Regions from separate parts of the Zea mays genome. Here region 2 is linked to region 1. Evidence: chromatin contacts called from public Hi-C data. All regions are on one chromosome and are shown on one strand. Each heading gives the region's core, a stretch centred on a gene start, on an enhancer-like site or on the middle of the called end of the contact. The rest is flanking DNA. Distances are from core to core; before and after follow the strand shown. Region 1 holds the start of LOC107126293 (Dormancy-associated protein homolog 3). Region 2 holds the start of LOC100193605.

Region 1 (5,910 bases), core at 149-2,648:
GTACTTCTACATTTTTCTGTCTCTATAGACTAACAGTCCAAACGACAACCCTTAATAGTAGACTACACTGTACTCATACAGCAACAGCACTAGCTAGCTAGTAGCACATAACAGGAGCATCACTCTCTTCAAAATCAGCAGCACCTCACACCACGGAGATTTACAGGAAGATGACGTATATACATACACCGTTAACGCGTAGTATAACAGAACCGTGACCAGAAGCTCTGTTAAGCAGGTCGCATGGCCGGGGGGGCCTCTCTGTTCCGATCCTCCTTCAGTCCGCTAGCTGCTGCTGATGGTGGCTGGCTTCCTCCATCCTTGTGCTGTGTCCTCGTCTTGGCCCGGCCGGCTGCTTCAGCGGTCCAGCGAACTGATCACCACCCTGCCGTGGGAGTCCGAGACACGCGGATCAGATTTCAGATGATGTACCATGCCAACTCTGTTCGGAGGCAACAGGACATAGTATTTATAATACGCACCAGTCGTACACAGTGGGGCTCCTCGGCGTGCCGGGGGCGTCGGCGCCGTCGGCCATCCTGCCTTTCCGGCGCAGCTTCTTCCAGCCCTCTCCCCTGGGCGTCGTCGCTGCAGCATCACGGTGGCAACGTACGTACAGAAAAAGAGACCACAACATCAGCCGGGGGTGTGCGTGTGTATGCTTCAGATCTCCAACATTCGACTATACAAAAGTAGCTTCAAATTCGCTACAGAATTCCGCTAAAACGAAGCGTGCAGCTGCGAAATTATTAACCAGATACCGTATATTTCTTTTCTTTTTTTCTTTTTGCTTTTTACAACGCTGACTGACCCAAAGATCCCTTCCGCGAGCTCCAACGAAACAGTCAAACACCGCGCAGCGACGACGAGAACTGGGGGAAAAAAAAGAAGAGAAGGTGACGGCGAGAGCTGGTGGTCACCTGCGCCGAAGGGCGAGTCCGGAGCGCCGCTTGCGGGCGACGGCGACGACGGCGCGGAGCTGGACTCGCTGCGCGGCGACGTGGCGACGGACAGCGCCGCCGGCCGCAGCATGGTGATGCTCCGCGTCACGGCGGGCGGCGCCGCGCCCTCCGCGGTCGGCGACGGCGCGGCCGACGAGGGGGAGAAGGACGCGTGCTTGCGGAGCTTGCCGAGGCCGGAGTCCGGGCGCGGCCCGGCCACCGTGTCGTCCCACAGCTGGTCCAGAAGCCCCATGCGCGCTCTGCTAGCCTACGTGCGTGGAGCGCCCGGCGTGCTGCGCGTTTTGCTTAGAGACCGATGGTCGTGCTCTGTTTTTGTTTGGTTCTTAGATGTTTATCGTTGTCCTTGGGCGAGGACGAGAAGGCTTAGATCTGAACTTCAGGCGTGAGGTGTGTAGTGCGGTCTCTCCTCTTATGTTCTATGCTCCTTTCTTCTTGGATTTGCAGGACCAAGGGAGCAGTGCGGTTTTATAGAGGATTTTTTGAGGGCGAAAAGAGGATTTAGGCGATATTTGGGGGGCATGTGTAATTTGGGACTATCAGTTTTCTTTTCCATCGTGTCTTCCCTTTTTCCAACAGAATCTCAATTTTCGGTATTAGAACTGTGTTACAAGACAAACGTGTTAAAAATATTGGTAAATTTTAAAGTAAAGCTGATATACAGCGAACTAAATGTATGTTTGGTTTGACTTTTGGCTTGACTTTTATCTCCTAAACTAAAACCAAAGGGATTGGATCCAAGAATCAGCTTTTTCTAAAAGTTGACTTTCTCGCATTGCAAAATTGAAAGCACTCTCGACATATTTTTAGTAGCTTTTTGATGAAACTGTGAAAACATATATCGAATAACTTTTAATAGCTTTTAGTGGTTTCCACTAAACGATTTTTAGCTTTTTAACAGCTCACGGACCACAACAGCTTTTTCCACAGCTCACATTCTACAACAGCTTTTTACACAACCACAGACCAACCAAACAGACCCTAAAGTTGGTGGCACAGAGCAGTCCCGGATAGGGCTGGAAAATAAGCTCGAGGCTCGCGAGCCGGCTCGAGCTCGGAGCGGCTCGCGAGCTTTGCCAAATTACTTAATATGTAGAATAATGATGGATATTGAGTAATTTTATAGATAGTCAGTTTGTTTCTTAACGTTTCATGATAAATATATGACAATCAATAATTTAGATTACTCATAATGATAAATGATATCTATATATTTATATTTATATACTAATAATTCACTAGATAATGCAATTATATATATCAGGGTGTGGCTCGCGAGCCGAGCCGAGCCTGTCTCCCCAGCTCGTGAAATGGGCGAGCCGAGCCGAGCTCGGCTCAGCTCGTTTCCAGCCAGTCCCGAATACTCCTGCCGTCAGTCTCGGCTCCCAGCTCAGTGAACGAGAAGGTATAGCACTCCTCAGTACCATTTACCCTTTTTCTTATTCTTTAGCATGTAAATGCGAGCACATTCCATAAAACTGGATCCAGTGCACCGGGTCTGCATTTACTGTCATCTCACTATCGATTGGTCTATATCTACTAACATCAATCTTTATCTACCATAACTTATCAGTGCACAGCCTTTACCGTCAGTCTATAGCCACATCAGGTGCCACATTAGCTTTTCTTCCACAGACTCACAATTTTTAGTTCAAATAAAATACAAAAAACATTAAAAACATAGTTCATTAAAAAAATAAAACTATATAAATTGAACAAAGTTCATACAATCCAATAGATTAAAAATAAATAAAAATACAAAAGCTCATATAAAAACAACTCGTCGTCCTTCTCGTCCTTGTCCACCTCATCTTCTTCATTGGTTCCTTGTTCATCTAATTTTAATTGTTTGGCCAACTGTTTAACGACCAACATGTGGATCCTTCTCATGTCTTCATTCACGTTGTCGGTGTCTTATCCATTAATTTGGTGAATTAATTGTATAAGTTCGCATAATTTAACTTCTCGTTGGCCTTATAGAGCCCCTTCGCCATGGCCTTCTTCCGTCCAGGGGCCTCGCTGCTACTCGTTGTTGTACCTTTGCCCTTGCTTTGCGCTCTAGCCCTATTGCGACCAATAGGGTGTGGTGCATCGACACTATCAAATAATCTAGAGCTATAATCCCCCTCTAGGTTGAGGCGTGGCCGTTTGCTCACATATCCCGAGTTGGAGCCACCGTGCCACGAGCACCACTTTGGTTGACTGTGAAGTGTAAGCCATATATGCTCAAGCTTGAATTATTTCTCACCTTCCCTACTACAAAAGCTATCTTTTGCTGCTAGGCCTGGCCGTGACCAATCGGTTCCCTTCGTACTAACTTCACTAAGCACTTAACATATGGGTGCCTTCGTACTAACTTCGCTAAGCACCCCAGGCAGGGGGGGGTTCTCGAGAACTTACCTATCTAACGTGTTAGGTGCATGGAGCCTTAGGAGCTTTGGCCGCTAAAACACAAGGTCCCCATCATGGGACCAAAGGGTATTTCTATGGGGTGTCTCGAGATATAACGAGCCTTTAGAGGCCCCATTTGCTAGATGCCTCGGGGTGCGAGAGACCTTACAACTAGGGACCCTAAAGAGCGAGGCCCTTAAACTCCAAATTGTTAGTTGCTCCGAGGTGCGGGGACCCTTAGTGGGTCCTATCTGTCACTCTGTCAGGTATCTTAGGGCATGCCAGGGGAGTCTAATATGACTCAAGAGTCCCGAATCATTCAAGACCTTGAGGATGAGCCTGCCATTTTTTTCTAGAGTAGGTCTTCTTTTGACAGGATCCATCATGCTATGGATGGGAGTATAACTTTCCTAGACATTGGCAGAGTCGTTTTTTTATTTTGCTATATCTAATAATTTGGATTAAGCCTATAGAAGAATATACTGCCACACTAAGTTGTTTCATTAAATGATTTTGTCGGGGACCATAATTAGGGGTACCCTCAAGACTCCTAATTCTCAGCTAGTAACCCCCATCAGCATAAAGTTGCAAAGGCCTGATGGGTGCGATTAAGTCAGGGATCAGTCCATTCGAGCGACTTGATCACGCCTCGCCCGAGCCTAGCCTCGGACAAGGGCAGCCGACCCCGGAGGATTTCCGTCTCGCCCGAGGCCCCCCTCCAACGGCGGACATATTTCCGGCTCGCCCGAGGCCCTGCCTTCGCTAAGAAGCAACCCTGACTAAATCGCCGCACCGACCGACCAAGTCGCAGGAGCATTTAATGCAAAGGTGACCTGACACCTTTATCCTGACGCGCGCCCCCCCGGCAGAGCCAAAGAGACCGCTGTCACTTCCACTGACCGGACTGACAGAAGGACAGCGCCGACTGCGCCACTCCGACTGCAGTACCACTTGACAGAGTGAGACTGACAGGCAGTCAGGCCCGGCCAAAGGCACCATAGGAAACTCCGCTCCGCCCGACCCAGGGCTCGGACTCAGGCTAAGTCCCGGAAGACGGCGAACTCCGCTCCGCCCGACCCAGGGCTCGGACTCGGGCTAAGTCCCGGAAGACGGCGAACTCCGCTCCGCCCGACCCAGGGCTCGGACTCGGGCTAAGTCCCGGAAGACGGCGAACTCCGCTCCGCCCGACCCAGGGCTCGGACTCGGGCTAAGTCCCGGAAGACGGCGAACTCCGCTCCGCCCGACCCAGGGCTCGGACTCGGGCTAAGTCCCGGAAGACGGTGAACTCCGCTCCGCCCGACCCAGGGCTCGGACTCGGGCTAAGTCCCGGAAGACGGTGAACTCCGCTCCGCCCGACCCAGGGCTCGGACTCGGGCTCAGCCCCAGAAGACGACGAACTACGCTCCGCCCGACCCCAGGGCTCGGACTCCGCCCTGGCCTCTGCCGACGACCACCGCCTCGCCCGACCCAGGGGCTCGGACTCGGCCTCGGCCACGGAAGACAGACTCGACCTCGGCTTCGGAGGAGCCTCCTCGTCACCCAACCTAAGGCGTAGGCCAGCCACGTCAACAAGAGGTGCCATCATCACCCTACCCCGAGCTGACTCGGGCCGTAGGGAACAAGACCGGTGTCCCATCTGGCTAGCTCCGCCAGACAGGCAATGATGGCGCCCCGCATGCTCCGTGACGACGGCGGCCCTCAGCCCCCTTACGGAAGCAACAGGACGTCAGCAAGGACCCGACCGCTCCGACAGCTGTCCCTCCGCCAGGCTCCGTCGCTCCTCCGACGGCCACAACATCACACCAGCTGGGTGCCAAAATCTCTCCGGCTGCCACATCGGCATGTACTTAGGGCGCTAGCTCTCCCCCGCTAGACACGTAGCACTCTGCTACACCCCCATTGTACACCTGGATCCTCTCCTTGCGCCTATAAAAGGAAGGACCAGGGCCCTCTTAGAGAGGGTTGGCCGCGCGGGGACGAGGACGAGACAGGCGCTCACTTGGGGCCGCTCGCTTCCCTCACCCGCGTGGACGCTTGTAACCCCCTACTGCAAGCGCACCCGACCTGGGCGCGGGACGAACACGAAGGCCGTGGGATTCCCACCTCTCTCACGCCGGTCTCCGGCCGCCTCCTCGCTTCTCCCCCCTTCACGCTCGCCCTCGCGCTCGACCCATCTGGGCTGGGGCACGCGGCGACACTCACTCGTCGGCCCACGGGACCCCCGGTCTCGGAACGCCGACAGTTGGCGCGCCAGGTAGGGGCCTGCTGCGTGTTGACGAACAGCTTCCCGTCAAGATCCAGATGGGCAGTCTCCAGCAACCTCTCCGACCCGGGACGGTGCTCCGTTTCGGGAGTCTTGAGTTCATGTCCTTCGACGGCAGCTACGACACAATACTCCTTCGACCGCCGCGCGACAACGACAATGGCGGCCGACAGCCTGCCCGCCGGCGGCGGAATCGACGACGTCTTCCCCGCGTGGTGGAAGAACAACCTCCGAGTTCGTCCCGCTTTCTCCCCCGCCGACGGAGGGGAAGGCAGGGCAACCAAGGCCAAGCAAGAG
Region 2 (5,818 bases), core at 300-2,799, 430 kb before region 1:
CCACACCCGATACGTTGTTCAGACAGGAAGTATGCCTACCTGCAGGTGACAGTGTTCGAGCATAGATGAATGACTGAACTACTCCATTTTCAAACATTCCAAGCAGCCGAGCCCCGAACCCTGCAGCTGAGAGATACGGTATCGCCTAACCATGACGGTAGTAGATGTATGCATTAGGAAATATTTTAGAATCGAAATGAGATTTAATTTTATGGGTACATTATACTACGTGTACAGTCTAGGGACCCTTAAAATTATCATTCTATGTTAGCATTTTCCATAGAACGAAATGAAATCCATTCATCAGGGAAAAGGTACAGATATGAAACAAAAGGCAATGCATTTGGTAGAACAGATGCTAATACAAAAGCATTACTATTATGTGTCTAGAAGAATTGAAAACGTGCCACTAGAAAAATATGACTAACACAAGGGGTAATGCAAGAAGCCTAGAGTCATTGTGGAATACTATAGGTAACACACAATCTTGTACCACTCCCAAAGGCAAAAAAACTGCTTCTATGGAAAGCATATAAATACCACTCAGATTCTCACCTGCAATTCCCTTTTCCGATCAATCACCAAGTCTGTATTTGGTCCATACAACCGAACAGTAACAGAAGAATCATTGCCATTGTTTCCTTTGACAGAAACCTTGAGCACTGTAGGTAATAACAAATACATATCATGAACGACAAACTGAAAGAAATTATCGCTGCACACATGAATCAACGGATCATTGTTCATCCGAATCATCCCTATGGGTGAATTAGGTGCACATACAGATGCAGTAGGCTCTTATTAATTTGTAAAGCAGAAATGGTGACAATGACAGCAGAAATGGTGCAGGCCAAAGGAAATACTTATTGTACAGCACCCTGAAGTATCTAATCGCCCAAAGTTTGTAAAAAGCATTGGGTTCTGCTGCTTCATCAGCAAATGGGAAGAATAGCAGCAGGAAGCGGAAGCACGCAGTCGTTACAGCGGAAAAAAAAAAGAGGATCTTTAAATCTATCTGTACCCTAGTTCAGCACCACTTGTTCAGCAAACGGGCGAGGGTGAGACGTTTTCACTGCTGCAGAGGAACGAAACTGAGCAGTGGTGCCGGCACGAATTCATCAACGATGTGCAACATTCGAAGCAACTAACTAGTATGCATGCATTATTCATCTACTACAGTCATCATGCTGCTCAGGCGAAAAGGTGAGGAATCTGATGGCGGTACAAGCCATGCCAGTGTCAGGGGAGCAGCAACTCACATAGATTGGTGATGCCCCCAGACACGGTCTCGATGGAGAAGCGCGAGCTGTCAATCGACGACCACCCTTTGACCAACTCCTTGCAGAGACCTCTGAAAAGGCACCAGCAATCCCCAAATCAGAGAGACTTTCCGTGCATCAGCACATTCCTGTCACCCGCAGACGCGGAGGCATTTACCGGCTGGTTCGCGGGCACGGGTACGACGCCCCGCGCGCTCGCGAATGCTCGAACATGACACGAGCTGCTGACAGGCGCACAGCGGCACGAGACCAGCCCGAGGTGCGAGCGGAAGCAAGAGGATCGAAGAGAGATAGGAGAGTAGGGGGGGGTACTTGCATGATGTGAGGCGACATCTCCGGGAGCGGCAGCGAGATGTCGACGGAGGCCGCCGACGTGGGAACGTCCGCGGGCGCCGCGGTGGTCGCTTTCGCCTCGACGCTGCCGCCATAGCCGCTGCCGGCGGCCACGCCCGCGCCATTCCAGACCCGTCCCTCCGATCCCATGCCCACCTCGCGGCCACGCCCTGTCGCCCTCTCACTCCCGCGCGCGATCTGCTGGTCCGTGCGCGCAAGGGATCTCGGTGCGCTATTCCTGGCGGGGAGCCAAGACAGGACCAGACAAGATCGGGCACGAGCCCGCCCGACACGATTCGATCGGAGGCGACGAGAGCACACAGGAAGTGAGAGTCCGAACAACGAGCCCAGCCCACTCGCCTGAGGCCGCGTGGCTGGCCCGAGCCACGTCGGTTTAGCGGCCGCGTGCTCGTGCAGTCGTGCCGACCTAACGCGTGGCGTGCGCATCAGTCCCGCTGTGGCGCGGGCCTGCCCTCAGAGAACAACGGGCCACGGGGAGACATGGACGGCGGAGACCGGAGATTTTTTTTATCAAGCATTCAAGCCCCACATCTCCTCGTGGGGGCAATCAACTTCGGATTATGATTATTACTACTCGTAAAAACATAGACCAACAAATACGAAACGCGGTTTAGGTCATTTATTTTGAAACCAAAAGGATTTAGCTCTATATGTAAGTGGGGTACGCTCCTTGTAGCGCAACAGTTCTGTCGCTGACTCGATGTACTTGGGGAGAAAAAACTAGCTTGATTCTGAAGACCACAAGAGCAATACTACTACGTAACATAACATTTTCAGCAACCATCGAATCAAGAGTGACCGCGACATGTCTGTATCAATTCTATCAGTCTCGGAATTTATTAGTCTGTTCTTAGTTTTCCGAAGCTGCTTAAATTGGAGCTAATAGTCAGCCGCTAAAATTAGTTGAAAATATCCAAACAATATATTTGTTTTTAGTAAATTAGCTAATAATAAGGTAGATATTTGTTAGCTAACTAATTCAACTAGCAATTTTTACTAACTAACTATTAGCTCACCTCTTAATTAATATAGAGTATGTTGTGTATGTTTACGCAGACGGTTCATAAAGATGAATACGCGTGTATAATAGTATGATTTTTTGAGAGAGAAAAAAGTGACCAGTGTCGTATACTCCCTTCATTTCTTTTTAGTTGTCGCTGGATAGTTCAATTTTGCACTATCCAGCGACAACTAAAACGAAACGGAGGGGGATATATTTGGGCTCCGTCCTAGGTAAGGATAAGGAAGTATCTTGTCCCGTTGCGTGGTCTCAACGCGCAAGTAATCACAACTGTAATAGTCGAGGCTCAATTGTTTCACGCCAAACAAAATACCTTCCGTGCGTGGTCCTTGTTTGTGTCCTACTCGTCCAAGCAATGTTTAGCATCGTGTTCATGGAAGTTGATCGGCCACGCGGTCATATCGAACACGTTGCCCGTCACTAAAAGCTTTGTGTGTGTGTGTGTGGTAGTGATATCAATTTATCCACACGAGTCTGTAACTGAGCGCGTGATAAGCAGACGGTCCGAGGAGAATGAGACCGACATGGTGTAAGGCCTCTAGGGCCGTAATCCTAATCATGGTCCACTACTGCTTACTAGAATCTCGGCCCACAAACAATAGGCTCAGCAACAAACCAAGACACGTGGACACACGCTACTCAGCTCTTCGACCTTACTAATACTAAGAACGTCACATAAATTTCATCCCTACAAAAATATTCATTGTCCTTTACAGCACACTCTAAAAGATTTTATCCACTATATCTTTTTAGTCTACAACAATGTCGTCTAAATTTAATCCTCTATATCTCATCTTTTTTAATCTCTACTCTATCTCCTTTATTGGTCACATTTAGTACGACATTAACCAAAATATAATAAAAAAGGACACGACGTGAGCTATTATCAACCAAAAGAAGCACAACGTACATTTACCGAACGCACAGTACACCACTACATCTCGCGGCTGTCAGAGACGTCCGCTATTTTAGAGAACACTGTAGCGGACCTTGTTGGAGAGCTTACTGACAGCAAGAAACACTAAATATACGGTACCGTCTCCTTTAGCGTGTGCTGCTGGAGACAACCTAAGATGACTTAAAATAGTGAACCAAAATTTGAATGTTACACCATTTAAAGTGTTTAGGGCACTAAAAACAAATTGCACTCTAATAGTTAAGCTCTGAATCATGTATTTTACGAAGTAAACTACATTAGTAAGAAAGAAAATGTTTATAATGATGTACAAAACAAGGATAAAACACTAGTTTGGTATGTAGTATATTTGGGTCAGTGCTCTATACTTTTCTGATAAAAAATTGTAAAATAGGACACTATTAAAACTATTTTTTATAAGTTAGGTTTTATATTTCAAGATAAAGCACCATTGAAGATGCTCTAACTAGCAACTACTACGTCAACTGGTGCACAAGGGTCTGTCTACTCGAGCCGCTTGACATTTGAAGTATGCTAAATGAACAATCTAAAATATATTACTGTGAGAGTTACTTCACAAATAGCTCTCAAAGTAGCACTATATTTTCTAGACTAAACGGATACCCTTAAAACAAGGTCATCGTATTTATTAAAACAGAAAAACCACACGTATAATCAGACGTATGCATGAACCACTGGTCACCCTCTTTTGTATCTCCTCTGTCTATCAAATAAAAACTAAAATAATTAGAGTAAAATGTAAAAAGAGAAAGGAAAAAGGAAAAAAATACACCAAAACATAAAAAGGTAGAGGATAATGGAATCGAGAAATAAAAAAATGGAGAAGTAAAGAAATCAATTAATGTAAAAATAGAAATAAGAATAAAAATCGGCATAAAACAAAATTTAAAAAATATAAAAAAGTAGAAATAGAAGAAAGGAAAATAGGGAGTAAAAGAGATATTGATGCTCCGATGCTGCACTAACTCCGAAAATAGGTGCTACTCTGCCAGCCATACAGCTAAGATGCGGCCCAAATGAACAATTAGCGGCCCAATATAATAATTCATCTGTTCTGGAACGAAAGCCACGCGCTACGGAGAGACGGTGTGCGCGTTACTCGGGCCCGACATCGGCGGGGCCAGCACACGCCCCTACCGCTCGGGCCCGACATCGGCGGGGCCAGCACACGCCCCTACCGCGCGCGCACCGCGCAACGGCCTGTTTTGACACATGCGGCGCCTGTCTGTGACTGAGCTGCGGCCTGCGGATCATATGAAACCCGTACGAGTATAGGCTGCAGCGTACGCGTACCCCCGTCGCTGACAAGGCAAGGAGACCGCCGGCCGGCGCAGATTTGTCTCTCTGCCACAGTTCGGACGTGCAACATTTCTGCCGCGCGCCCGCGCTGGGACAACAACTGGAACTGGAACCTTGTTGTCCCGACTCCCGCCTGACCCTTCTCAGCTGCCACAAATAAACTGCACTGAACCGGGACGGACTTGCTCAAGAGCTGGTAATTTCTGTCGGTGTAAATCTTGGTCGCCAAGTCTACCGTTTTACGTAATGGTCTGCAATGATTCTACACGGCGCGATAACTGAAATGCAGCGTAGCAGACTAGGATGACAACGGGTTTGAAACCCACGTGTAGAGGATTTACGAACCCGCACTCGCAGATTTAATATCAAACCCGCACATATACTTAGGGCATGTGCAGTGGGTATCTTAAGTTGTGTCTTAGAGTGTGTCTAGGGGGGTGAATGTAAAAAAACTCAAGACATGTATCTTGACGAAGACACAGTGTCTTGGCTCTATGTTCGATACAGGAGACTAGCTGATTGGTCACTTTAATTTATTGAATGCTCTGATTGGTACATTGAATATTGTAAGACACATGTTTTAGATATGACCACTGTATTATGTTGTGTTTTAGTTGTGTCTTAAACTTGGAGTACCGTGCAGCAGTATCTAGGTTGTACATGCCCTTATTACTCGCGACGGGTATAATCAGAGAGGTCACATCAAGTTGAGAGGCCTTGTTCAAAAGATAAAAAAAATGAGTGTTTAAAATAATATCATTGGTCCTGTCGTTTTTCTCATTTTACCCTTATTCACGGATTTTACTCATTTTCCCTTCCGATTACAAAATTTAGAACGTTACGAGGTAACTTTTTTTGTAGAATAAAATATTAAAGAAAACTCAGCTTCACGAATTGGTCACTTACATTAAATTCTATTGCCTGTCT

The links. A called contact is a pair of places that touch in the nucleus more often than the background predicts.
Region 2: a contact with region 1 is called in a Hi-C map of ear, with 1.7 times the contacts expected there. The contact joins the promoter of LOC100193605 here to the promoter of LOC107126293 in region 1. A contact is called at or near these places in 3 of 25 Hi-C or Micro-C datasets (bundle sheath, ear and leaf).

What each region holds. Positions count from the first base shown.
Region 1 is chr7:126,113,613-126,119,522 of Zm-B73-REFERENCE-NAM-5.0, reverse strand. It overlaps LOC107126293 (Dormancy-associated protein homolog 3), which reads right to left and starts at 1,398. Exons shown (of 3, transcript NM_001319095.1): 1 at 921-1,398; 2 at 483-588; 3 at 1-385. The coding sequence starts at 1,194. The coding sequence ends at 358.
Region 2 is chr7:126,539,428-126,545,245 of Zm-B73-REFERENCE-NAM-5.0, reverse strand. It overlaps LOC100193605, which reads right to left and starts at 1,549. Exons shown (of 11, transcript NM_001138708.1): 1 at 1,438-1,549; 2 at 1,260-1,351; 3 at 556-662; 4 at 40-145. The coding sequence starts at 1,493.